2 separate regions of the Gossypium arboreum genome follow, and region 2 is linked to region 1. The links are chromatin contacts, called in public Hi-C maps. All regions are on one chromosome and are shown on one strand. Each heading gives the region's core, a stretch centred on a gene start, on an enhancer-like site or on the middle of the called end of the contact. The rest is flanking DNA. Distances are from core to core; before and after follow the strand shown. Region 1 holds the start of LOC108457057. Region 2 holds the start of LOC108454389 (GRAS family protein RAM1-like).

Evidence for each region. A called contact is a pair of places that touch in the nucleus more often than the background predicts.
Region 2: a Hi-C map of leaf shows a contact between it and region 1, with 2.0 times the contacts expected there. The contact joins the promoter of LOC108454389 here to the promoter of LOC108457057 in region 1. A contact is called at or near these places in 3 of 5 Hi-C or Micro-C datasets (all in leaf).

What each region holds. Positions count from the first base shown.
Region 1 is chr9:22,305,910-22,309,316 of ASM2569848v2, reverse strand. LOC108457057 reads left to right here and starts at 1,760. Exons shown (of 11, transcript XM_053018810.1): 1 at 1,760-2,108; 2 at 2,789-2,851; 3 at 2,943-3,037; 4 at 3,294-3,407. The coding sequence starts at 2,033.
Region 2 is chr9:22,453,226-22,456,632 of ASM2569848v2, reverse strand. LOC108454389 (GRAS family protein RAM1-like) reads right to left here and starts at 1,884. Exons shown (of 2, transcript XM_017752836.2): 1 at 817-1,884; 2 at 1-255. The coding sequence starts at 1,653.

The sequences.
Region 1 (3,407 bases), core at 511-3,010:
AGCATTATCCGAATTCTGTACTATGAGAAAAATAATTTTTAGTGAAGAGAGGTCAGAACTATTGGACAGCAAAATAGGGGAAACTTTAATGAATAAACTGTACTAATTGGCTAAACCAAAAATTCTGGAAATTTTATGGAAGAAAGGTATACGAGTCTAGATTCAAGGAAAATTAACGAAACTTAATTTGGAGTCTCGTAGCTCCAGATATAAATGAATTAGTAACTGTAATTTGGTAAAACAGCTTAACCTGAACAAGAGTAAATTGTACGATTATAATGTTTTACCTAAAAAAAAAAACATGTGGGTAATTGCTTATTAACTTCATATGGACTTACTAAGCGTAAAGCTTACCCTTCCTCTCTACTTCTTCAGTTTTGGCTGGTCGGCTCGGGGTTGGAGATCGTCGGAGGCAAAATCACACTATCAAGCTATCATTTTTGGGAGAATTAATTCAAATATTAGAAATATCAAGTGAGTGGCATGTATCGGAAGTTGGTTTGTGATATGTATTATTATTATGACTTTGACCATACGTATCGGTCTGCATTGAGTCATCGTATATGATCATGAGATGTGGTCCTTATCCATTATGGTTTGTAAGTTTAATTAATCATGCCATGTCCTATGTTTTGATGTGATGATATAGTTAGCTTTGTTTATTATGCATGATTGGTAATACATCAGGTAAGTTAAATGCAGGCTAGTGGATCATGAATTAAATGGACATGAGTAATGTTACCTTGAATATGGATGTTTAATGGAAAAATTGGTAACTACATTATGATGGTATAAAATGAGAATAAGATTTAGCATGTCTAGTTCTAGTTAGTGTAAGAATGTATATTATATACAGGATGGTAAGCAAATATGTTTAAAGTGAATGACATGTTATTGCATGATTATGGATGTGTAAGTGCTCATTTATGCCACATTATATGTCTTTAATTATGAGTCTATGCATGTGTTCGAAAAGTTTTGAATTAAATGAAATTTTATAGCCTGATTTTTGTCTATGTGTATGGTTAAGTCTGGTAATGCCTCGTACCCTGTTTCAGCCTTGGATACGGGTAATGGGTGTTACAAGGCAAAAACTTCTAAAAGTAAAAGACTTATTAAACAATGGAAAACAAACATATAAAACTTAAAGACAACAAAAGTCCAAATTGACTTGTAAAATAGAAACAAATTAAAAAGCTGATGAAAAGAGGCACCCACTTTCCAAGATAAACTGTTTGAGGCCAATGGAGTTTCAACGACGACAAACACCGTAATCTATCCATAATAACTTGTAAAGATAATAAAAATACCCACAAGCTAGATCTACAAACTGAAAATAGAAAAGATATATGGAGTGAATGGGGAGAATAAATAAAAATTGGTGGGAGAGAAAGAAAGGAGGTAGCCAACTTGGAAGTTGACACTTACCATGCTTGGACAAAACAAAATAGAAAAAGCAAATGACTTGGAGAAAAAATAAATCAAAATTTACATCCAAAGGAATTAAGCGAAAGTAATTCTAAAGATGAATTTAATTTTTTGATAATTATTTAAAAAACAATTTCTCCCGTAAAAAAACTATTGTAAATTAAATATTATGGATTACTTTACATAAAGATAAAAAGTAAGAGCACATTAGTGTGCAAATTAAAATATTAAGAACTTAAAAACACAAAAATTTACAAAAATTAAATAGCAAAATTAAGGGGCTATTTAGGAATTAACCCTCCCTTTATTATAAGCAAAACCCACAAACGGCAGTATACTATCTAAGAGATATTTATATAGTATTTTATTTAATTTTGAAGGTCCTTCTCTATCTCTGTCAAAGCTAAAAAATAACTAAGAGAAAATAGGTATTGTTAACCTAGCAATTCCTCTCTCACGCTCTCTGTGCAAAATCGTTCCTCTCTTCAGACCCTTTTCTCTCATCGACCCATTTGATCTCTCTCTCCCTCTGCCTTTACCTTTTTTTCAGAATCTTAAACGCCGCCGTATCTCCGCCGCGATCTCTGCTTTTTATATTCTCTCGATGGCTGACGGAAAATTAGATCTACCTGATGATCTCCTCTCCTCCAAAACCAGCTTCGACCACTCCTCTCTCAAAGGTATTCTACATTCTCTTTTCCCTTTCCTTTTTACGATCAAATATTTGTCTCATTGTTTCCTCTAATTTTATCTTATTGCATGCTGATTGTATTGCTTTCCATTTCAATTCAATCTCTTCGCTTTCCCCTATTATTCTATTCTTTTTTTCTTCCGGAATATTTCATTTTTTGAAATTTACTAGTTTGGTTTAATTTATTAAATCTAGATTTCAGATTTCGTTCATGGTTTATTTATTTTTGCCCCTAAGATCTCGTTCGATTTTGTTGAAACCTTCTATTTCTTTTTACTGTGTTGTTATAAGAGATTATAATTAGAAAAAAAAAAAGGAAGTGCACAATTGTTTCTATGTGAAATTATATTAAGCTTAAACCTTCGATTTAGATGCACCAGACAATGGATATTACTTTTATGAAAGAAGAAGAAGATTACTTTAGTTGCTTATCTTAATTATTGCAAAATATAAACTGCAACGTTGAAGTTGATATGGTACTGTAGTATGTCTTCTTCTTATTATTTCGACAGATTGAATTCAATGAAAGGATCACCTATTTCAATTAGGAAAATTGGCAGTTCGTTCTCAAATAATTTGATACTTTAGGACTCCATAGAGACAGGCTGAGGTTATGATTTCTGCCAAATTAGCCTATGTATTAATGATCTCAGATATTGTTAGTTTTAGGTGAAGCGTGGGATGGGAACTTGGAGGACAAAGGACACGTGGGGTTACTTGAGGGCACCAAAGGTAATGCTATTTGTCGTATGTTGATGTTTTTGCATTTTAAAAGCCTAAGTTCTCTTTTATTGTAAAATCTTACCCTTTTTTTCCCTAGCAGATCAAGCAATTTCAGAGAGCAATATACCTTTGTCTCCACAGTGGCTTTACTCTAAACCATCTGATTCTAAGGTGTTAGCTACTGGAACATCTGGGGTATGGAACTCTATTTTCTCTTGTTAATATGGTACTTAGTTCATTTCCATATGAGGGTTTAATGTGTTGATCTCTAGTTTTATTTAGCTTTATGCAGCAAAAGTTTGGGTAAAAAGTATATCTGATCACGTAAAACTTAGTTAGACTAGCATCTATCACTGAATGCTGATTACAAATTTATATTTGACTTTTACCTTATGAAAAATTCTCATTTTGGTTTGTATCCTTTCTGTGGTATAATTTACTACTCTGACAGGATATAAGAGCCACAAATTCGTTGTCCCATAGAACCTCTGGTGATTCCAATCTGAAAGATAGTTGGCGTCTGGATGGGTCTCAGGACAAGAAAGACTGGAGGAAGACTGCAGTT
Region 2 (3,407 bases), core at 635-3,134, 150 kb before region 1:
CAAGGAGTTTGATGGGAAAGGAGAGTATGGTTTTGGTGAAGAGGAAGTGCTGGGACTGGTGGTCATGGTGGCGGCAAGCCTTGCACTTAGGGCTTCAGTGAAGCATGAGGCAACCCTTTGCATGGAGTCCCCAAGGGGAGTTACCACTCGATTTAGGTGATGTATATATTTTCTTGCTGACAGGTAATCCTCTTTGGCCACTGCTTCAGCACATGCTAGGAGGAGGTGGACCAATTGAAGTCCACTATCTTGCTCCTGTCACCCAAATTTAGATTAGACTTAATAGTTTTAACTAAACTAAAGAGATTCGTTTTTAACTTTATATATATATATATATATATATATATATATATGTGAAAATATCCATGCATCATCATCTTTTTTAACTTTCCTCTTTCAAGTGCAGAAAGTATCCTCTTGAATAATCATGGTCTAATTATAGTTCTAGTCCCTCTACTATGTTGAAATTTGGATTTAGTCCCTTGTTTATTTTGACATAATTTGATCCCTCTAGTAGGCTAAAATTGATAATAGCCTTAGTTGCTATCCTTAAAGTGTTGAAGCATGTAGTCAGGGTCCATGTGAAAATTCAATTCACCGTGTTCAACCAATAATAAATTAACAAGTCAGCTAAGTTGTTATCACTTTAACTCAAGGAACTAGTAACACTATAAAAGTAGATGGGCTAGATTATTCCAAATTAATGTTGGTGGATTAAATCTCACATTTCAGCATAGTAGAGGGACTAAAACCAAATTAGACCGAATAATCAATGATTGGAAAAAAGGAAGAAAAATAGCAAGAGATCTCAAGTACCTGCTCAGGGCCAATAGGAATAGGAACCATTAAGGTATGGCCAAGGTTCTGGTGCTGCTGTTGTTCAGCTGCTGCTGCTGATATTTGCTTTTCTTGTTGCTTCTCTTGTTGCAATTGTTGGGATAATGGTGCTCTTGAGACAGAGTTTAACTGATAGTGTTGCTCCTGGTCCAACTGAGACGATGTGGTTTCACTCGCAGAACCGCAAAACGTTGAAGAGTTTGGCATTGAAATGCAATCCAACATTGATGGACCTGTAGTTGGCATCTCAAACATGTTATTTGTAGTTCCAATACCTGAAATCTTTGTTGTTTGGTACTGATCTTCATAACCATCATCCAAGAATTCTTCTATAGCAGGCAGTGAAAGACTCTCAACCTGCATGAACTGATCGTTAGGTGAGTTAAACACTCTATGAAGTGGGCTCTGCCCTTTCCCCTTGTTGCCGCTGCTGCTGCTATAGGATCCGAGCTGAGGCGAAAACCGAGGTGGAGAACACCCTAAGATACTCTGCCCTTGCATTGACATAACATTGTTGAAGTTATAGCTTGATATTTGTGGAGATGGTAAGTTCCTCACTGGAGATGAGACCATGAAATCAGCATCAAAATGATCAGAGAAGAAAGTTTCCCAAATAGAACTGTCTGGGGATTGAACCTCAACATCACCATCCAACTCAAATTTCACTGGTGGGAAGTTGAGGCTTGGAGGGGTTAAGCTGTTTTGCTCCATATCACAAGATGGAGGAGCAATTTTCTTAGGCTCAACAAGTGACTCACATGAGTTTTCACTCTTAATGGAGCCCATGCTACCACAAAGAGAATTAATCATGCTCATTTTTCACTTGGATCACCAATACAAAAAGTACCCAAAAAAAACAAAGGGTGTATGTGTGTATGTTTCTTTTAAGAATCAAGCTCTTTTTTGTTTGCAAAATTGCTCTCTCAATACATGGTTTAACTAAAACTATAGCTTTGTTAGAGTGATGTCAATGTTATGAGAAAGAGCTTAGAAACACAGCTTCCTATCTTCTTATTTCATAAAGGGAATTTGTCTCATTGGAGTAAAGACAGATTGCTAAGCTGAATTAATGTGATTGGAGGTTTTTTATTTATTAGTAATCTACCCTACCGAGCTTAATTTTTTGTCATTTGGGATTACTTAAATACTACAAGACAACTCTGAGTTGGCATTTATGGGACCCATTTTTTCTTGGGCCGGCCCATCTCATTGAACCTATTAAAGAAAAATTAGACCCTTTGTTGATGCATAAAAATGGAATTGGTAACAACCCTTGAACCATGACAACGTTTAAATTTTTTTTTCCTCTGAAAAAGACTTGAAACAATGCACAATCTTGTGAAAGGGACTGCAACATTTGCATAGCGACAAAGGGATGCATAGAATTCTTTTTAACTTTTACACTAACGTTGATGCACCACTATTATTGCTCCTCTATCAGAGCTTTATTATGAGCAAAAAATGTTACTTTAACACTATCGAGGGTTGCCTTAGCTGTTTTCATCTATTGTAATAGTATTGATTTTTTTTTTTTTATGTCAAACAGAAAGTTACAATCTCATATTCATCCAAAGTAAATAAGAAAAAAAGTAAAGATGATAATATGACATTAATCATATCGTTTTATATAGATTTTATGTATCTATCATTCAGTATATTTATATTTTGTAAAATTATGAGATATTTGATAATAATCTAATTGAATTAGAATTAGGATAATAAGCGTAATTAAATAGTTTATGAAACGAAAAAGGATTTAGCATAAAACAAAAGTATTTAGTGACATTGTAGGTAATATGGTAAAATTCTTCTTCATTTTTGTATTTATAAGGTTTTTGTTTGTAAACTAAGTAAAAAACATTCTATACATTCAAAAACCAGTGAATAATTATTTTTGTAACAATTGTAAAAAGAAAAAACAATAATTTTATGAGGTGGACTTAATGAAATGATTACATGATGTTTTTAAATGATATGCATGTTCACCACATCCATTTTAATTCAATCTCCATTGTTGCATTTAATCTGATTTGATTTCACCAAATGCAATGATTCACATTCAACTACAATGGATCTAATAAACACACTACATCATTTAAAAATGTCATTTCCATCTTATAAAGTTACCATTTCTTTTCAATTGTTACAAAAAAAAAAATCTTTTGCGTTTTCTTCATTTTAAAAAAATATAAATTTAGTATGTTCTAAGATGTAATATTTATTTTTACTTTTTTAAATAATATATTTTTATAATTTTAAAAATATATATTTACTAATTAAATAAAATTGGTATAATTTATAATCAAAATCAATTAATTTTAAAAATAATTAATAAAATAAAATAAAATTTTAAAATTTCACTTACAAAAACCATTATTGTAATATTTGATTATCTTTAACATAATATTTCACAATACAATGGTAAGTAACATTCACAATTCTGTAAATATTATGAAAATAAAATAATAGTAAAACTATCGAATATTAAATAATAATAATAACAATAATCATACATTTTTTTTTTGTGATGGAAACAAAACTTATAAAATTATGTTAAAATATAATCTTTT